Regions from separate parts of the Mus musculus genome. Here all the other regions are linked to region 2. A link is a contact called in public HiChIP or PLAC-seq and promoter capture Hi-C data. All regions are on one chromosome and are shown on one strand. The core of a region is the stretch at or near the end of the contact, and the rest is flanking DNA. Distances in the headings are between cores, read along the strand shown. Region 1 overlaps Akap13 (A kinase (PRKA) anchor protein 13). Region 2 overlaps Akap13 (A kinase (PRKA) anchor protein 13). Region 3 overlaps Akap13 (A kinase (PRKA) anchor protein 13). Region 4 overlaps Gm51489 (a long non-coding RNA gene).

The links. HiChIP or PLAC-seq counts read pairs in DNA pulled down with a chosen protein or histone mark. Capture Hi-C pulls out chosen DNA fragments and counts their contacts.
Region 1: a promoter capture Hi-C map of liver shows a contact between it and region 2. The contact joins two enhancer-like sites. A contact is called at or near these places in 1 of 484 Hi-C or Micro-C datasets (regulatory T cells), 3 of 115 datasets of contacts at active chromatin or transcription factors (bone marrow-derived macrophages, memory CD8 T cells and pro-B cells) and 3 of 9 other capture datasets (adipose tissue, liver and pancreatic islet).
Region 3: a promoter capture Hi-C map of liver shows a contact between it and region 2. The contact joins two enhancer-like sites. A contact is called at or near these places in 1 of 15 datasets of contacts at CTCF or cohesin (the NIH/3T3 cell line), 3 of 115 datasets of contacts at active chromatin or transcription factors (bone marrow-derived macrophages, memory CD8 T cells and microglia) and 3 of 9 other capture datasets (adipose tissue, liver and pancreatic islet).
Region 4: a contact with region 2 is called in a CTCF HiChIP or PLAC-seq map of CD8 T cells, with 5 read pairs. The contact joins two enhancer-like sites. A contact is called at or near these places in 1 of 15 datasets of contacts at CTCF or cohesin (CD8 T cells), 2 of 115 datasets of contacts at active chromatin or transcription factors (bone marrow-derived macrophages and microglia) and 2 of 9 other capture datasets (adipose tissue and liver).

Annotation. Positions count from the first base shown.
Region 1 is chr7:75,478,852-75,483,964 of GRCm38.p6, reverse strand. The region is part of intron 1 of Akap13 (A kinase (PRKA) anchor protein 13); the gene reads right to left. Among named protein-coding and RNA genes, the nearest start is that of Akap13, 26 kb to the right of the region's middle. Within about 2 kb of position 2,989, at least 25 of the 459 cell types and tissues checked have an H3K27ac peak or open chromatin away from gene starts, as enhancers often do. A contact at or near this core is called in liver and regulatory T cells, where this site is marked.
Region 2 is chr7:75,683,295-75,688,412 of GRCm38.p6, reverse strand. Akap13 (A kinase (PRKA) anchor protein 13) reads right to left here. Exons shown (of 37, transcript NM_029332.1): 13 at 3,104-3,296; 14 at 1,092-1,200. Among named protein-coding and RNA genes, the nearest start is that of AU020206, 96 kb to the left of the region's middle. Within about 2 kb of position 1,647, at least 115 of the 459 cell types and tissues checked have an H3K27ac peak or open chromatin away from gene starts, as enhancers often do. A contact at or near this core is called in CD8 T cells, bone marrow-derived macrophages, liver and 1 more, where this site is marked.
Region 3 is chr7:75,495,904-75,501,295 of GRCm38.p6, reverse strand. All of the region lies in intron 1 of Akap13 (A kinase (PRKA) anchor protein 13), which reads right to left. Among named protein-coding and RNA genes, the nearest start is that of Akap13, 43 kb to the right of the region's middle. Within about 2 kb of position 2,360, at least 47 of the 459 cell types and tissues checked have an H3K27ac peak or open chromatin away from gene starts, as enhancers often do. A contact at or near this core is called in liver, where this site is marked.
Region 4 is chr7:75,825,050-75,830,175 of GRCm38.p6, reverse strand. The region is part of intron 1 of Gm51489 (a long non-coding RNA gene); the gene reads right to left. Among named protein-coding and RNA genes, the nearest start is that of Gm51489, 5.1 kb to the right of the region's middle. Within about 2 kb of position 2,090, at least 36 of the 459 cell types and tissues checked have an H3K27ac peak or open chromatin away from gene starts, as enhancers often do. A contact at or near this core is called in CD8 T cells and bone marrow-derived macrophages, where this site is marked.

The sequences.
Region 1 (5,113 bases), core at 1,740-4,239, 210 kb after region 2:
TATATTCTGTCAATAGTCCCCTGAAAATAGATCCACATGAATACACCAAAGCTTCTAGTGTGCTCTTCTAATTAACCACAAGTGTCTGGTTTTTTATACATGATACTTTTTTTTACTATAATTCAAGATTAATTCAACAACTGTGTCAGCCATGATACTCTCAATTAAAACAAGACTATGGTCAGTCAACTTGTACCTTACTTAAAACCTATACTTTTCTTTATACTTGCATAACTGGTTATCTGGGCCCAAATATAGCTATTCACAATTGCTTCTACTGAGGGTTTTTTAAAATTATTTATTTATTCACTTTACATCCTGAACACAGCCACCACCACCACCTCCCCTCCTTTCTTCACAGCCCTACCCTCACAAATCCTCAGAGAAGGGGAAGCTCCCCTTCGGGACCACACCCTCCTGGGACATCAAGTTGCATGTCTGACTATACTGCACTTACTCTTACCAATCTTAACTCTTTGACCCACAGGTTCCTTCATCAGGAAATTAACAGATGTGACCAGACAACGCCAATGGTTCCACCCAGGTTTGTTTTATTTTTTGTTTTTGTTTCAGTTTTGATACGTTCTCAATATATTGCTCACTCAGACTGCCTCACACTCAAGATCCTCCCTTCCTCTGCTACAGACCTTATATAAAGGATTAAGTATGTTTGCATGTTACTCACACCCCTGTCATTAAACCACTCTTGTCAAGGTTTTGTGGGGTGGGTGGGTAGGGGTGAGGTTCTTTTGGGGTCTCACTTTGCAACCCTGACTAACCTGGGACTCTAGGTAGACTTAGAGTGGCCTCTGTGATGGTTTATATATTCTTGGCCCAGGGAGTGGCACTATTTGGAGGTGTGGTCTGCTGGAATAGGTGTGTCAACTGTGGGTGTGGGTTTTAATACCCTCATCCTAGCTGCCTGGAAGCCAATATTCTGCTAGCAGCTTTCAGATGAAGATGTAGAACTCTCAGCTCCTCCTGAACCATGCCTTCCTGGATGCTGCCATGTTTCCCACCTTGATGATAATGGACTGAACCTCTGAACCTGTAAGCTAGCCCTAATTAAATGTTGTCCTTTTAAGAGTTGCCTTGGTCACAGTATTTGTTCACAGCAGTAAAGCCCTAAGACAGCCTCCAACTCAGATCTGCCTGCCTCTGCCTATAGGAACACTGGGATCAAAGATGTGCACCATAACCCCTGGTTCTCTACCAAATTTTCAGTTGAGACAGAATACTGTAAGCTTCTGAAAACTCCACAGTTCCAGTAACTATTGTCCATATGCTAATGAAAGCAGAGCACTGAAGACAAAGGAAAGTAAAGAGTCTAATTCCTACACGCCAAAATCAGTGTTCAGATGGATTTGTTAGTTTCCTCACTGCTGCAATCAAGTCTCCTGTCAACAAGCAGTTAAGAGGGGAAAGGGCCAATGGTAGTCCACATCTTTAATACTAACATTCTGGAGGCAAAGGAAGGCAGATCTCTCAGTTGCAAGCCAGCTGGGCCACACAATGAGACCATCTTCAAAGCAAACAAAAAGTTGGGAGGGGGTAATTAGTTCAAGTCCAAGGGTGCAGGTCATTATTCAAGGAAGGCATGGGACAGGGGCAACAGGCAGCTGGTCATCTGTGTTGACTATCCTGAACTGGGAGAAAACAGCAGTGTCCCCTCCTTTTCTTCAGACCAAGACCCAAGCTGATGGGATAACAGCACATTTAGACTGGGTCTTCCCTACTCAAACCCTGCCTTACTTAAACCCCTCTAGAAATATTCTCACACTTTCAAAAAGGAATAAAATTCAGAGATGTTTATGAGAGAGAGAGAAGATCCAATCTGAAACATCAGTCACAGTGCAGCATGATTTAAACATCACTTGGTGGCTATTGCCTCTCTATACTTAGGATTATAAAGAATGAAATAGCCGGGCGTGGTGATGCACACCTTTATCGGGAGGCAGAGGCAGGTGGATTTCTGAGTTCGAGGCCAGCCTGGTCTACAACGTGAGTTCCAGGACAGCCAGGGCTATACAGAGAAACCCTGTGGGGGGGGGGGGGGAAGAAATATAAGCTGTGTTTCTAAATAACCATCACACACCATCTTCCACCAAGTTTCTCGGAGTGGCACTGAGAACTACTAAGAGTTTCTTCCGCATTTCTGATATCCCCACTTCTTTTTGTCTAAGATCAAATGTGAAAATGCATCTAAAACAGGTACAACCGGGCCAGTAAGTCCGTGTGTGCACTGTCTCCCAAAGGCCTATATGTCAAAGGGGTTGGTGGCACTATTGGGAGGAAGTAGAACCTACACTAAGGTCCTCACACCACAGGGGCTTGCCTCGGAAAGAGATTAAGACTCAGTCTCTTCCTCTGCTCTTTTCCTTCCAGCAATGTAAGCACATTTGGTTTATAATGATCCAACACCCCAGGGCCAATCCATCATGGGCTATACTTTCCAAAATGGTGAGCCTCTTCATAAATTATCCCAGGTTTTTGCTATGAAGAAAGCATACTCCTCTACGCCCAAAGAATCCATAAAACTATCCATAAGCTATGCTAACTTCACTATTTAAGAGATTCTGCACATACACTTAGATTTTTGCCCATTTTCTTTTAAATGATCTTTGATAGAAAGGCCCAATCATACATTTATAGGAAATGACTAAGTTGCTGTCATCTACCTACCCCCAGAACAAGCACTATTTCTGCCCTTCCACTGCCTACTGGCTAATAATTCAAGGACTCATGCATGCTACGGTAACACTTCACATTTACACCAATTAAAAGAAAAGCCTGTTAGTGGTGATTAAAATGACACAAAACCTTTTTAGACATGTTGATAACATACAGAGTTGTAAAGCACTTAAGAGCTATTCTGGTTAGTTTCTGTCAATTTGACACAAGCTAGATTCACCTGGGAAGAGAGTACAACTAAGAAACTGCCCCCATTAGATTGGACTATGGGCCCTTTGTGGACGTTTTATTAATGATTGACCTGGGAAGGTCTAGTCCATTGTGGGCAGAGCCGCCCTTGGGTGCGTAGTCCTGGGCTGTATAAGCAAGTAAGCTGAGCAAGTCAAGGAAGACAAACCAGTCCAGCAGCGCTCCTCCACAGCCATGCTTCAGTTCTGCCCTGGCTTCACTTGACAACAGACTGAAAGATGGAAGATGAAATAAAGTCTTTCCTCCCAGAGTGCTTTCTGGTCAGTTTTATTTATCACAGCAACGGAAAAGCAAACTAAGACAACAGTCAAGATTGGAAATTTTGTAATGAAACATTTAGCTTGTTCAAGGTCCTTTTAAGTGAGTGAACGCTTACTCCCCAAAGGCAGTCATCCTTCCAAATATCTTCAGAGCCTCTTTTTCAAAGACCTTCAAATAACATGGAACAAGTCATTACTTTGCAGATATGTCTCATTTTCATTTTTTTTATTTGTATAACTATTTTTCAACCTGATGATCAGTTTTTAGCCAATCTTATTTTAAATATCTTTTGTGATATATACAGAATTTTATATATCGCCTACAAGAAAACTTACCATCCTCTACCATCTGATACCAGTTCTCTCAAAAGCCTTACCTTGATTTATACAGAGAAGGAATGAGGATCATTAAGCCCTTCTTACTTTAAGGCCTTTTCCTTTTTAAAAATTGTTTATGTGGATACATGTTTATGTATATGCATGCAGCATCCATGGAGGTCAGAAGGTGGCAACAGAGTCCCTGGAACTCGAGTTAACAGGTGGCTGTGAGCTGACAAGCAGATGCTGGGAAACGAACCTGAGTCCTTTGCAAGAGCTCCCGCTGCTCTTAAGCAATAAGCCAACTCTCCAGGCCCCCCAGGCCCAGCTTCTTAAAACTGTGGGTTAGGCTCCACATGGGATCATGAAACTAAATTGAGGAGGAAGGATTTTGAAAAAGAATAATAATAATTTGGCAGGAGTCTAAAGCTTCTGAACATGCAACAACAACTTTAATTTAAAAACTCAAATGCATAATGAAGCTGAGGCGTTTCTGCGAACACTTATCCATGTTGCATCATTCCTCACTGCGGCCTTCATTATGAAGTGTGTGCTCACTTTGCTGCACTTCATTATGAGCACACAGTGCGTGCACTGCGCTGCACTTCATTATAAGCACACAGTGTGTGTGCACACAGTGTTGCTGTCACACTACCTAACATCAACCAATGGCTGCCTGAGACCTCAGCTCAGATTAGAGATTATTATCTGTTATGATCCTTTGTGTTTTCATACAATACTTTCTGTTCATAAAGAGACATAAACAGCCAGAGCTGCCTCAGCAGGTAAAGGCTGCTGCCGGGAAAGCACAGGGACTTGAGTTCAGTCACTGGAACACACACCAAGATGGAAGGAGAGACAGAGCATGAAGTTGTACTCTGCCCTCCACATGCTCTCCATGACATGCAAAGCACACACACACACACACACACACACACACACACACACACTCAATCATACACTCTCTCACACACAAACAAACTATGCAAACAACAAATGTTTTAAATGAAGCATAACTGCTTAATATTGAAGAACAGAGACTATATATACCTCTGCCATTTTGCATTATATTTATGCAGAGTAGTATTCTCAGCACTGATTATAAAATCAAACCAACAATTAATTTTAAAAATACTGAAGATGCCAAGTCCTGCATTATCAAATATTCAGCCATGATTTTATTGTATACTGTTTGTTTGTTCCATTTCTAAGAAGTGATAAAATAAATTTTATTTAAAAATTAATTTCTTTATGATGTATTTCCTGAAAGTGTTTAATCTGTATGCCTATTTTATATATCTATATATACTCAAGATCATGTAAACGTCTCTGGTAAAAAGGGGTTACAAGTGGGAAAAGCTTAAGAAGCCCTATGTTAGAGGACCAATTAGTTCAGTGCTTTAGGAATATGGAAATATGGGAGGAAGGCAGAGACCTCCCTCATGGAGCAGAGGAAAGGTGTCATTGCTATACCAGATGTTTAACAATACATACAAACTGGAAAATGAACTTTTACTCAGAGGGTCTGATGGAGTGCTTGCCACCAGGTCTACCACTTCAGCTCAATCTCAGGTTCCACGTGGTGGAAGAAGGCC
Region 2 (5,118 bases), core at 398-2,897:
TTGATTTCCAGTACCTACATGTTAACTTACAGCTGTATCTGTGACTTCAGTTCCAGAGGTGCCAATGCCCTCTTCTGGACTCTGTGAGCATGGCATGCATGTGGTGCAGATGTAAACGCAGGTAAAACACCCATACACATTACACAAAAATCTTAATAATAAAAAAAGGTTCCTTAAGGGAATAAGTTGGTAACAAATATTTATACAATTAAAATGCTTGAAAGCATTTTTTATGCACACAGGCCTTGTGTTTATAAATCCCACGTGTCAATATACCCTCGACAGCCAACTGACCTGCATTTGCATGAAGTTTTAGTAGTCATTTTCAGATTTAATCCTCCTGTACTTAAGTAAAAATGTTCTTCAGCTCTGTCTCTTGAGCTTGAAATTTCTGACTGCTAGAATTAATTTGTCTTCTGTGAAGTTCAGCAGAAGCAAGATCACTTGAAAAATATTTCTAGATTTAAGGAGCCTACTGTGACATAAATACTCATTTTAACATCTGTTCTTAGACAGGATCCTGGACCCAGGAAAAGGTGAGAAAAACTGAACTGTGTCTATATTAGATTAATTTGATCAGGATTAATCCCCTGATTCAGGTAATAAGAAAGGTATCTTTGTTTTTAAGAGACATATTAAATTACTTAGGGGTACAGAAACCTACGCTCTGAAGGAGAGTGATAAAGAAAGGGAGTATTCTGGAAAAATATGAAATATTGTAACATTTGGTAATTTGAGGGAAGAATGCACAAGTTCTTGATATTTTTTCCATGTACTTTTCTTGCTAGGTATTTCTTCAGTGAGAGTCATTTTACCCATTTTCAAGTCTGAAATTATTTAAAAAATCCTTTTAAAAATAGTGTCATATTTAAACTCCACAATATAATGAATATAATGTACGCATCAAAGAGGCTTTTATATACCAAGAGGAAGGGTTAAAAACTGATATCTTAGCAGTTATGGTTAAGTATAAAGACAGTCCAAAGAAGAAGCAGACACATTTTAGAAGTTAATAAGATCCCAAAATAAGAAAATTGATAAGAAAAGTAGTTAAGGTATACTTAATTTTTTTAAAAAAGTAATATACTCACTGTCCAATCCAGGATGACTGATTGTCATTAATGAGATGGATTTTGTCAATGGAGAAGAAATGGCTGATGTACAGTAGTTAAATCCCTGTTGTTTAGACCTGTAACATGTCTACAAAATTAAAAAAAAATGGAGGATGAGTTCTAAGTACATATTCATATATATAGACGTGCAGAATTTGCATTGACCCAACTTAGTGAAGGAAGAAGTGGAATCCAGTCTGCCTCTGCCACTTAACTGGTACTTAGCTGCTTAGCTTTCTAAGCCTCCTTGTTCCTCCTGGAACTGGTGAGTATTCACCATTTACAGTGGGTTTCCATCCCTCAGAGCATTTAATAAGGTTTCAAATTGAGTAAGAACTCACTAGGTATTTGCTGGTCACACAACCTGGTAAGTAACTTCATCAGAGGTACCAAATTACATAGAGCACTGCTGCTTTGAAAAATCAAACTGTCTTCAGAGATTGACAATAGGACATGTTGTTATTCTGATTATAAGGACTTGGAAACTGAGATGTGAGCAGAAAGCAGTTCAAGAGCAGTAGCAAAGCAGCGTTGCATCTGGGAAGAGGCGAAATCTCTTTCACTTCCTCTTAGATTGACTGTACATGAACACAGGGTGACTGCAATTTAGTAACTTAACTTCCTCAGTAGTTACTGGCAATTTAAATCCATAGCATTTTAAAAGCCATGTAGCCCAAGCAAAAGCAGAGGCTCCTTTTAACATCCCGGAAGCAACCATTTTTTACTTCTGGTGATAAGGGTCTCATGTGTCTTTCATTTTGAGACAGCTCATTCGAATACTCTCACAAGATGAAATCTGCCTTTTTCTGATTCACACAAATTGAGATACTGAACGTCTCCTCCTAGCATGCACTCACTCATTTGGGCCAGAGATTTCTGATTATTTAGAGCTTGTTCCATGTGTAACCATGGAATCTGAGGCAAACAGTTGCTATGTTTCAAATACAACTGTGAGGTCTGAAAAATGACCTCCGAGAACAGCAGACTTTTAAGAGGAAGTTGACTGCAGGCAACTTGTCTAGATCAGAAAGATACATGCAGCACAACACCCACTCTGAGGCTGTGCACAAGAGGAACTAAAGGTAAGATGGAAGCTCTATGAGGACTATGCATTGCATAGCATAGCATAGCATAGCACAGCACAGCACAGCACAGCACAGCACAGCACAGCACAGCACAGCACAGCACAGCACAGCACAGCACACCATGGTACAAAAATGCGGATATTTATCTAGATGTGTTGACTTCATCTAGAAAGATTAAGTCAGAAAGATAGCAATGATAATTAGTACCATTTACTAAAAGAAAGGTCATCTGCCAAACTTCTCAGGGGCATGAAGCTCTCACAGGTAAGGGAGGGATCAACAGACTTTCTTGAGCAGTATGATTGACACAAAGACCATATTTTCTCTAGGGAATAACCATGGGGCATGGATTTTCAAATTGCTAAATTTAATAATGACATGCAATATACTTTAAAACTCAATTTACAATGAACTGAATACATTCCTAATCCTAAAACATTTGCTGTGATGGAATATTTAAATCTGTATAGATTAATGTATTCTTTTTAAAAAATAATATTTTATATTTATTATTATTTTTGTATAGAGTGTTTTATCTGAATGCATGTATCCATGCTACATTCATGTCTGGTGCCCCTGGAGGTCAGAAGAAGATACTAGGTCCTTGGAACTGGAGTCATGGATGACTGTAAGCCACTTTATGTGGGTGCTAGGCACCAAATGTCAGTCCTCTGCAAGAGCAGTAAGTGTTCTTAACCACTGAGCCATCTCTCCAGACCAACTGATGTATTTTTAAATATTCATGTTTAGTTCTAAAAGCGTGTTATTGCTAGAACTGAAGATACTATTTAATAGGTAAGTACTAGTATTTACTAGTACTAATAAAAAGCACAAAAATGAGGTCATATTTGGGGGTAATATTCCACTACCACACCCATCAGCATTCCATACTTATTTTAGCCTTACCTGCTGATCAAACATCCTATGATGCTGTCTCTGGTCTGGCTCCAGATGTTCTTCTGAAAGTGACATCAAAGAGTTTCTCTGTTCCTCACCACCGAAAGGGTTTCTGAGCTCGCTGGAGTTTGCAGAGCTCATTTCTAGAGACGAGGATGGCTTATTTCCAACACCTCCTCCTGTCAAGCCTTCCAGACTGAAACTGAACACAGAGCACAATAGTTCAGTCACTGTTTGTAGGTCTCAGAATGGGAGGTTACAAATATCCCTCTAACTTGTATATTTATTTTTATGTTTCCTACTCAAAGTATCTACAAGAAGGCAGAGCAGATAAGTACCACTCATCTTTGCCCCAGTGGTATTAGATGCTGAAAAAGAACACCAGATGCATTTATTTCCCTACTTCATTCAACTTATCTAATGTTGAATCAGATATCATCATTTTCTCAGCTGTTTTCTCAATATACCATATGTACAGACCATATTTATCTTATCATCTATGTGTGTGTATGCTTTCACTGATGTGATAAAAGTAATTTTTCCAGAATCTGACTCATCTAATGCCAAATGTCACAAAGCACAAGCACAAGGAGTTTTCAGAATGGGAAGTGAGTGACTTGGCTGTGTGCTTACCGTGTGGACCTTGATAAAACGATACTCAATTATATTTTGGTTGACTCTAACAACTTTCTGGATACACTTCTATCCAGAAAGCTCTGGTTTCACTAATGAGCACACCATCTGTGCACACCTGGCCAGATGATGGCTTAGTGAGCATTACTGGCTGCAGAGAGACACATAAAACACTGGGGCATAAATGCTGAGAAAAGTACCAGGGTTTGGAATTTTAAAAGGGAGTTCTGAGGTGCAGATTTTGAGGTCACTTTCTGTAAATAAGGCTGAAGAAGAAGGCTATCTTGTCTACCCTCTTTGGAGTTGCTAACTAGAATAATGCACACATCGGCTATAACTACACTGAAAGAACTTCTTTGAAAGAAGAATACAGTTGTAACTGATTGTGTTTTCAATTAGCAGCCAGCTGGAACTTTATTTGGATGTATACTGAAGCTATATAGTTACTTCTGTTCTGGGACAACGGTACAGTCAATTGCTATAATTAACTTCATAGATGCCGGCTCCAAAGGGTTATTGTTTTCTCCCTAAGTTACTTATGGTCTGAAGCCATATGCCCCTATTTTCTCCAGTGGGTAAACTATTAACACATTTGTTGTTCTTATTTCAGTATGACAACAGAAGCAATAATGAACTACAACTAAATGTGTCTGTGGAACCATTTCTTTTTAACACCAGGCATAAGAAGAAAGTTTACCTAGGTTAAGAAATTTAGTTTTCCACTGTGAAATATGTGAAAAGCCCGAGAAAACCCCATCTATGCTCACCACAAAACTTAATCCTGGAAGCATTTTAATAATTATCTTGCTGCCTAACTCAAAAGACAAATAGGAAATGATGAGGCATCTAAACTCAGAACCTAAATGTAGGACTTGACAGTATAATAGGAACCAGGGCCTATTAGCTGTTTTGATTCATTGTCTAAGAATCTGGGAACTTTGAAAGACAAAGGCAAGGGCTTACAGCACAGAATGAAGGTTCATGCCGAGACCACAGCAATCTATTGCTACTTGAGAGAAACAAAGCAGCAGTGGGGACTGCTCCTAGGCCACAGTCCTGTAATTGGGTTAGTGGTGTCCACAGCGAAGGCGGCAGCGGTATACTATGCTTACAAATATCGCAGGCTGCCCATGTGCATTCCAGCCACAGAGAAGCCAGCAATAGCCCAAAGCCAGAAGTCTTACTTTATGGTTCCTGGTTTGGTGGCTGGACATGAAATACTATACCTTCTGATATTAAAGTCAGCATTCAGGGCAGCCGAGTACTGCACACCAGAGGGACACCAGCTCATACTGGAGATGACATCAAAGGCAGAAACAAGAAATGGAGGAAGAAAAGAGGAAATAGGTTTGGGTTATTCAGTTTAAAAAGAAAGAATATAAAGGTAGACT
Region 3 (5,392 bases), core at 1,111-3,610, 190 kb after region 2:
TCTTGATTATTACTTGATACAGGAAGACACAGGCCACCGTGGGTAGCACAATTCCTTGGTTAGGGCCCTGGACTGTGTAAGAATAGAGAAATCAGGTTGAGCACTAGACATGTGTGCATTCATTTGCTCTCTGATCTTGGCTGTAGATGTAACAAGACCTGAGACTTCGGGTTCCCGTCATGCTGACTTCCTCTGAATAATAGAGTGAAACTGGGAATTATAGGCTGAGTAACACTCACCCCCACCAAGTTGGGTTTTTTCAGGTATTTTTGTCACCACACCAGAATTATATAACAGAAACTGATACGAGGAAGTAGGGTCAGTCCTGTGACAACCCTGACCATGTGGCTCTTTGGACTATTATGTGAAAGAGCTTGGAACTTAGAGTTGAAAAAGTCATTGGGTGCTGTGGTCATCGTTTACTGGGCTGTTCCTGTGAGAACATGGAAAATAAAAACACATAGAGAAATGCAGACAGTAGAAGCCTGGTTCATTAGGAATGAGAACAGTGCCAAAAGCTGCAATCAGAGCTATTCATTCATTCATTCATTCAATATTTTGGCAAAGTATCTGTGTATGCTGATCATGCTTGGGCTGAAGAAGCAGCTGGGACTGTCAAAGAACTTAGCCCGGGCTGTTTACCTAACCACACTGTCCAGGTCTTCAGGCTGCCCCACTGGACCATAGCTTCCCTGCTGTTCTCCCTGTCTCCAAATACATCTAACCCTTTACCTTATCACAGGTTCAAACCCACAATTTAAGTATGAGCAGCAAGCAATTCCTCATCAAATCCTTCCAAGGACCCAGTGTTTTCTGCTTACCAAGTCTACTTCACATGACTGCCTGGATCTTAGGTTCCTGCTGCCACTATAAGCCCCAGTATCAGGACATTCACCAAGTGAGACAAAAAGAGGAGGAGCTTTCAAGCACTATGTCACCACAGTAAGACAAACATGAGTGGCTGCTGGCTCTCTCCATCCCTGTTGGTATCTCCTCCTCTTCCAGGTCAATTTCTAAATAACCGTATAACAAAGGCTAATCGACAGCACTGGAAGTCCGGGGGGAATGTGATTAAATGTACACTCATCAAGAGCACAATACCACATAAACCACTTCCGTAATATGACAGTCAGGTAAGAAAAAATAAAATTAAGCCAAATTTCAGGAAATGGACTATTTTAAATAACCAAATTTCCTTGTTAAGCTACCTGGGAATCAATGATTATTAAACATGTCAAGCTATATTAGTTTACTTTTTCAAAGTTTCTAAAATTAGAATGTATCAGGCAGTTTCCTCAGTGCTGGTTCTCAAGAGTGCCACCACAGCCTTGAGTTCACTGCGTACAGTGAAGAGCAGAGATGAAGGCTGTTTTCCTGGATACTGTCATGGCTTCAAATACACCTCCCACAAACTGTGGTAAGTCAGTATTCATTAAAGTAACCCAGCATCTCTTGAGATTTTAGATAACCCTAATGAGGTTCATTCCAAAGAACTGGCTTTGCTCAGATAACCTCCCCTTGCTTATCACGGATCAGAGGTGGGGGCTTTCTGTCTGAGTAAGCCCATGTAGGATGGTGGTGGGGGAAGAAGGGGACACATTCTGAGAAAACAGGCATTAAATGGAGAGACAACACATGACCCATGAAATGACTTTTAATTTCCTCAGCTGTAAAGGAGAGGGAAATCAGCTGTGAGGATGAAGAGAACTTCCTTCCACGGTAAGTTGAGTACCTGAGGGCAAAGGGACTGAAAAGACATAGTCCAGGAAGTAAACCATCCAAAAAGTAAAGTAGAAGCCCGAAGAGGGCAGCACCACTTCCGGAGCGGAGTGGAAGCCTGGCGCCAACCTCACTAACGTCTAACTCAACTGTTATATAATCCCATTCTTAAAACTGTTTGTAGTTCCCCTTACACATTCTAAAGACCTTGTATTTTATATGCTGACATTTCACCAAACCCGCAAATGTTTTCTTCATAACCTTTCTCTATCCATGAAAAAGAAAAACAATACAAAGTAGTGAGTTTACCCTTGTGAGGTTCTCTCTGCAAACCAAAAAATTCATCACATTTTAGTTTATGTTTTCATTTTTGCATTTCATAAGCTACCTTTGCCAAATGTGGCAAAGCCAGTGCTGAACGGTTTTTAATTGTTCGCTTGTTTTTTGTTTTGTTCTGTTTCTGTCTGTATAGGCCTGTTGTCCCAGTGAAGCCCTCCTTTGTAGAGCAGGTCCTAATGTTCAGTCTAAGAATGCCTGCCTGGAATAAATACAATTCCTTTAACAAGTAACTACTTTAAGTGGAAAGACCTAATCACCATACAAAACAGCTTAGCGATTAACAGAGTGGGTTAATATTAAGAACTCTGCAACTGTCCAGAGTCCAAACATACCCTCTTCCTTTGTGCTCACAGCCTCGAGCCTTAGCCTGATTCACCGAAGGATTTCTACCAGCAAATGTCAACTGAGGGGAAGCCCTGAATTCCTACACAAACACAGCCACCTTCTGTTTTCCAGATGGATACTATGACAACAAAGTAAACAAACATATAATAAGCTGTGCTATTTGATAAGCTGAGGGGTCAATGGCAAGTTCTGGCTGTGGAGCAGGCCCTGGCACTCATAAATACAGGCTCGGTGGAGGGAAACGAAGCTACAGAATCATAACTATCTCCAGCTACCTATCCTGAGTGTCTCCTCTGTCTCCTTCCTAACAGTTTGGATATCTGAGGTTCAGGAATACTAAGACAGCAGTTAAGTATTTGTCTCTACACCATGTTCTCTGACACAGCATCAGAACTTTATTTCTGGTTCCAACATCAACAATGATGAATTTATGTCCTAGTGTGTCAACACTAGGAAAGGATCTTTGTTAAATGGGCAGGACTCGTAAATCCGAAATTAATGCTTAATAAATCAAGAATACTGATGAAATCAACCCAACTCAAAACAATGTTCCTTATTAAACTAGTGGGAGGAACGGATCTCCCAAGGAAAGGGAAACAATATATAAGTAGATGAAACAGGAGGAGACTGGGACAGGAGGATTAAATGTTAAATGAGGAGGAGAAGGGAAGAGGGTAAGGAAGTACGGGGAGAAATTGCTAACACTAAGAGCCATGTGAGGGGTCTTACAGAAACCTACTACAGTAGAAGCTCCTTAAAATAGAAACATCTATGAAGGAAATCCCAATGCAATCCTCAAATTATGAGGAAGACAGAGCCCCAACCAGGTAGCTCTCACACCAAGTGGAACCTCCAGTGACAGGAATGGGTTACATCACATTGAGATATTGGGGTAAAGAGGTCCATGGAATATCCCAAACCATTCAGGCTATTGCCAAGGCTACTAGTTGCTCTCCACAAACTGATGGTAAGGCCCTATTGCTGTAGAGAACACCTAAGTATCTAACTGAGCACAGAGAAGACAGTCTGGAGCCTAACTAAAGCCTTCACTCTCACTAACTGGTATTTATGGTACAGGAGGTACTCGGTATGCTACCACAGGAGAGAGGCAAACACCAAACCCTCTGATCTACGGTGCTGTCCTGTCTGCATGGTACACTGGTGCAACACTGACACAAAAATTCTAACAGTAATCAACTACTATCTGATTTGATTTAAGATGCCCTCCATGAAATGGAACCACTGCTTGGCTCCAGGGGCCAAGAATCTGAGACTAGATGGGCCATAGACTTCAAGGAAAGCCAAATACTATCTGTTAAGGAATGACTCCTAACAACATTCTGCTATAACCACTCAGCCATCCTCAGAGATGCTTTCTTCTGTAGTGGATGCTAACAAAGACAGAGACCCACAACTGGACAGTGTGTAAAAAGTGTGTGCTAAATGGGATGTCTTCATCAAATCCCTCCATTAAGGCTCAGGGAGTTCAGGGAAGAGGAGGTGGAAACATTGTCAGAGCCAGTAGAGATGGAAGAAGCAAGGAAACAGGCCTTGGATGGGAAGGAGACAAGAGCTCCCATCCCCAACCAAGAAGCTGTCTCCAATTAACAACCATTCTCAAAGGAAAAATTAGTTTCACCAAAGGAGAAGATGAGGGAGGAGAAACCATGAATATATTACATGAAAATCACTTTATTTTCAATTAGAAACCTTTAGATGCTCCTTACTAGAAAATCTATCCTGGCTTCTCTTCTGCCTATTCAGCCAATGGTACTCACCAAAGCTAACGGCAAGGAAGGGTCTTCAAGTCAAAGCACAACACGGAAAGAAGAGAAACAAGCTTTAATCTGGTCAGAACCAGGCACTCAGGAGGCTTCTAGCTCTTGTAGAGAACACAAAGATGACACGAGACCCACAAAAAAGAGACCTGTTTCACCCTTATTCTTTTACAGCTGTTCAAACATGAAAATCGTTCAAGCTTTAAAGTCTGTCCCACACTGGCTTAAAGACACTAGGCAAATAATTTAACCCACACCTGTAAAAGGAGGAAGATAATAAGCACAGAGCTGGAAATAATTTTAATACTTTTGTAATGTAATTGTAATACTTCATAGAGCTTTGTGGAGAACAGGGCCTGGTACCACAACAGGTGCCTGTTACCTAGTTGTTACTACTCCTAATTGCTCCCTTCTAAGAATGAAAGAAAATAGTTGTCTCCAAATAGATAATATTCACATTTTACGTTTTGCTTACAAAGTCTCACTATGTAGTCCTGACTGGTCTTAAATTCCTTACATAGATGAGGCTGGTCTCAAACAGACCCAAATCCATCAAAATCCCAACACTGTTTCACGAAAGTATACTGACTGTATATCAAGCACACTGATGAGCCAGAACAGGACAGTGATGACGGAGGAAGAAGGACCTTTTCTTTATATTTGGGTAGTTTCCAAGAGTTTCCACAATAAGGTTGTTTTACTTTTATATAGCTAAAAATTACTGCTGGGACAAAAATGTTTGATGAACTTCACCATTCTCATACTGGAGCCATTAATGTTCAGAAAGACAGCTTCCACTGCCTAAGGCTTACCCACCCTTGTGTGTAAAAATAAGATTTCATAATCACCTTCAGGGGAGAGGGGAACAGAGCAACTTCTTACAAAGCCAAGTTTGGACTCCTTGTTTACAAAAGACTCTGTGGGTCCCTTCTGAAAAGGCGAGGCATCAAAGCAGAGACAACTATGACAGAAGGGCTCCCTGGAATGAGGCCAAGAACCAAGACAAACTGTCTCTCATCTTCCTTCCCCAACTCAGTGAGATAATGAAGCCTTCTGATCATCAGCATATATAAAACTGAGAGTTAATAAAACAGAATCAAAGCTGGGCGTGGTGGCGTATGCCTTTTATCCCAGTGCTAGGGAGGCAGAGGCAGGGGAATCTCTATGAATTCAAGACCAGTCTGGTCTACAAAGCAAGTCCAGGACAGCCA
Region 4 (5,126 bases), core at 841-3,340, 140 kb before region 2:
CTCACTCTATAAACCAGGCTCATCTTCATTGATCCACCTGCCTCTGACTTCCAAGTGCTGTGATTAATGGCATGGGCCACCACGCTGGGCTTTCTTCTTTTCTTTTCTTTTCTTTTCTTTTCTTTTCTTTTCTCTTCTCTTCTCTTCTCTTCTCTTCTCTTCTCTTCTCTTCTCTTTTTTTAAGGATTTATTTATTTACTTTATGTACTGTATATAAGTACACTGTAGCTGTCTTCAGACACACCAGAAGAGGGCATCCGATCTCATTACAGATGGTTGTGAGCCACCATGTGGTTGCTGGGATTTGAACTCAGCACCTGACTGCTCTTAATCGCTGAGCCATCTCCAGCCCGGCTTTCTCCTTTTCTTTCTTTCTTTTTTTTTTTTTTTTTTTTTGTTTTTTTTTTTTTTGTTTGTTTGGGTTTTTTTGTTTTTCGGGACAGGGCTTCTCTGTATACCCCTGGCTGTCCTGGAACTCACTCTGTTGACCAGGCTGGCCTTGAACTCAGAAATCCGCCTGCCTCTGCCTCCCGAGTGCTGGGATTAAAGGTGTGTGCCACCACGCCCAGCCAGCTTTCTCCTTTTCTAATGTGGGATTTCACCATCTCTCCTAGTTTGGTCTTTAACTTGATGGGCTCAAGTGGTCTTCCTACCTCAGCCTCCCTGGTAGTTGGGACTGTAGGCATATGCCACAAAACCTAGCTATTCTATCCATTTGATCATTTGCTCTCCCTCCATTCCTCTTTTTTCCCTTCCCCACTCCTTTCTTCCTTCCCAGAAACACTGAGAATTAAGCCCATATTGCTCTTGCTAGGAAAGCCCTCTACCCTGAGCTACTCCTTCAAGCCCTCCCACCCACTGATTTCCACTTGTCTTTACATATAAGGAGTGTTTCTTGTGAAGAACACACAGATGGTTCTTGCTTTCTATTTTCCTTTATCACACCAACAATTCTCTACCGTTTGTTTGTTTTTATTTTTCGAGACTGGGTTCTGTGTAGCCTTGGCTGTCCTGGAACTCACGCTATAGACCAGGCTGACCTCAAACTCAGAGATCCGCCTGCCTCTGCCTCCCAAGTGCTGAGATTAAAAATTTGAACCATGGGGCTCGAGAGATGGCTCAGCGGGTAAGAGCACCCGACTGCTGGTCCGGAGTTCAAATCCCAGCAACCACATGGTGGCTCACAACCATCCGTAACGAGATCTGACTCCCTCTTCTGGAGTGTTTGAAGACAGCTACAGTGTACTTACATATAATAAATAAATAAATCTTAAAAAAAAAAATGTTTGAGCCACCACTGCTCAAAAGAGTCATGTTATTCAGCTGCTTGCCCAGAGAAGTGACTTCCTCAGGTCTGTGTGTAGTGAGGGAAAGTGGCCAGAGGACGCTCTTTCTACTTATTGAAAATATTTTGCCAGCCAGTGGTGACGCACGCCTTTAATCCCAGGACTTGGGAGGCAAAGGCAGGAGGATTTCAGAGTTCAAGGCCAGCCTGGTGAGTTCCAGGACAACCAGGGCTACACAGAGAAACCCTGTCTTGAAAAAACAAAACAAAACAAAAAAAGGAAAACCATTTTTTTTAACAGTTTCTACTTCGAATCACTCTCCATTTTGTACCAAGCATTTCTGAGCCGGGCCTGACATCTTTCTAGCATGTCCTGGTGAACATCATGCTCTTTGTTGGGACTGTCCTTCACAGCTGTCTCTCTTCCAGGCTCCATACCTTGCAAAACACTGCCAAAATCTGAGTCTTAATTTCAGTGAAGAAACTACTTTAAATTATTAATTAACCAAACATTGTTCTCTGTGTGTGCATGATTCCCTCATGTGTGGGCACTCATCCCATGGTGTGCGTGCAGAGATGAGAGGAAACTCTGCGGGGGTTCTTGCTTGCTTGCTTGCTTGCTTGCTTGCTTGCTTGCTTGCTTGCTTGCTTTCCCTCTTTCTGTGAGTTCCAGGGATGGAGGCCCGTTCACTCAGCTTGCGAGGTGAGCACCTTTCCCCGTTGAGCCATTTTACCAGGCACTCTCTTCACTAAGGGCTCCATGGCTTACGGTTTCTCTTCATTCACTGCCCTCTGGCGGGGGAACAGGAAGTAGCAGCCTTTTACCATTTTGATCCTGGAGGGCACAAAGTCCATGAGAGAGCTGCTGAGATACTGCAGAACAGCGGGTGAGAACAGATACCATTTTCTCCTGCAGGCTGCTCTGGACCGTGCACGCATGGCCTCTCCTCTTGAATTTTGAGGTGCGGAGGATCCGAGTCATTTAGAAGTTACTTTAGGTTCTAAGACAAGTGGATTGGTTTGGTTTTGTTCATTTATTTTATGTATATGAGTACACTGTAACTATCTTCAGACACACCAGAAGAGGGCATCAGATCCCAGGACAGATGGTTGTGAGCCACCACGTGGTTGTTTGAAATTGAACTCAGGACCTCTGGAAGAGCAGCCAGTGCTCTTAACTGCTAAGGCATCTCTCCAGCCCTGCCCCCCCCCCCTTTGTTTTTAAATGTTACTAAGTATCATTGTGCATGAGTCACAAACATATGTAGAAGATAGAGGACAACTTGAGGGAACTGGTTCTCTCCTTCTACCAAGGGAATCCTGGCCTTGAACCTCAGCTTATCTGACTTGGTGGCAGGTGCCTTGACCTGCTGAGTCATCCTTGGCTTGCCTCTTCTTGTTCTTGTTGTTAGTATTCTATTTACTGGACCACACTAGGTTCTTGACTTGTAAGAGGATTAATGTTCAATTTTATTTTAATTTTGAAAATTGATAAGAATTTATGATTGCAAATTGGGACACGTTATTTGATTTTAAAGAGACACAGAGACACACACATACACCCATTTCTGCTCATGAAATCCAGTACTCTCCTGTCCCTGCATGGAGACAGAGCAGTTAGCACTACTTCCCCTCCACACAAACACACACACACACACACACACACACACACACACAAACACACCTTTTTCCCAGCATAGATGCCTCGGGCCCTTGGAGAGGGCCGACAAATGGGAGCACGGCCTGGTCCCCGAATATTACAATCCCTCTTTCATGACAGCACCCCCTTCCCTCCCGTGAGTAAAAATCAGCATTTCTGTGGTACAGATGGCTCCTGCCCTTGAAGGAAGCAGGAGCCAATATCCTTGAAGTGATAAAAAGCCCACTCTTGGACTATGAGAAAGAGGCAATTAAGTGTTCCCAGACAGCTGAGACCAGTTTGCAAAAATGCACCAGCCTCTGATAATGGAGTGAGTTTCTTTTTCCCAGGTCAGGAAGGCCCCTGTCCAGCTGCGCAGTCCACCCTGCTGTCTAAACAAATGTTATCAGGTTTGAAAGATAGCATTCCTTCACCGCCTCCCCAATCATGTCATGTAACACCAAAGCTTGATAATCCCAGCTTATGCATACATATATGTGTGTGTGTGTGTGTGTGTGTGTGTGTGTGTGTGTGTGTGTGTGTGTGTATGGTGTGTGTGTACGGTGTGTGTGTGTGTGTGTGTGTGTGTGTGTATGTTGTGTGTGTGTGTGTGTGTGTGTGTGTGTGTGTGTGTGTGTGTGTTTATCAAGCTTCTCAAGCCCCTAGACTGGATCATCACACTCCTAACCAGGAAAGGCTTGCAATCTGGGTCAGACTCATATACTAAAGACTCTCTCTTGGACTTGCAATTCCTGGCAGTCTCCTGAGATTCTCATGAACTGGGCATAACAATTTAGATACCTGTTTTCTGATTTGGGGGTTGGGGGTTGTTTAGGTTTTTGTTTGTTTGTTGTTTTGTTTTTTGTTTTGTTTTTGAGACAGGAATTCTCTGTGTAGCCCTGGCTATCCTGGAACACACTCTGTAGACCAGGCTGGGCTCGAACTCAGAAATCCGCCTGCCTCTGCCTCCCAAGTGCTGGGATTAAAGGCGTGCGCCACCACTGCCCAGCCAAACCTAAATGTGATATATCTGATCTTCTTGCTTCCACCTCTTGAGTGCTGGACTGACATACTTTTTTTTAAGACTGATTTATTTATTTTATGTATATGAGTAGCTGTACAGATGGTTGTGAGCCATCATGTGGTTGCTGGGAATTGAACTCAGGACCTCTGCTCACTTCGTCCCCACTCGTTCCAGCCCGAAGATTTATTTATTATTATATGTTAAGTATACTGTAGCTGATTTGACCTCAGGACCTCTGGAAGAGAAGTCAGTACTCTTAACCGCTGAGCCATCTCATCAGCCCATGACATATTTTTGAAGCTTTGACTTTATTAAATCCACCAACAACCAGACATATATAAAACAACAAAATCCCTAAAGGTAAGAAAAGCTAAAAAGGGGCTGGTGAGATGGCTCAGAGGGTAAGAGCACCGTCTGCTATTCCGAAGGTCCTGAGTTCAAATCCCAGCAACCACATGGTGGCTGACAACCATCCGTAATGAGATCTGATGCCCTCTTCTGGCGCATCTAAAGACAGCTACAGTATACTTATGTATAATAATAAATCTTTGGGCCCAGAGCGAGCAGGAATGACCAGAGCGAGCAGAGGTCCTACAAATTCAGTTCCCAACGACCATACCCTCTGTGTTCTCTGGTATTTTAAATCCTACAAGACTAAGCTATTAAATAAATTCATGTCCTCCCAGAGGGCACATTTTGCATAACCAGTGATCTAACTACCATATATCCATCCCTTATTTCTGTCAGATATTGTCCTGGAATGAAAACAGGCTGACCAGTCCTTGTCAGGGAATGACAGCCTGATAGGGATGATATAGGAGAATCGGACCAGCTTTTGATTATAGTGAATTGTACAGATTTCATTAGTAAAGGATTAGGTTACCATAGTCAAGAATGTACATTTTTATATGTACTTGTTTGATGATGCATACATTCAAATTGAAGCAATGCAAGAAAAAACTTGGCATGTGTGGTCCCTGAGCAGAGATGACAGAAACTCACGAGCACTTTCTATTTTTGTGAGGCAACATGTCGTAGTCATAATGTGTGGGCATTTGGCCTCAGAAAAGCCTGGGTTTGATCCCCATCTCTATCTACTCTGCTTGCATTAAGCAAGTCTTCTAACTCTGGACCTCAGTTCTTTGCTTTTAATAGCAGAGAGGGAACTTTGAGATGAT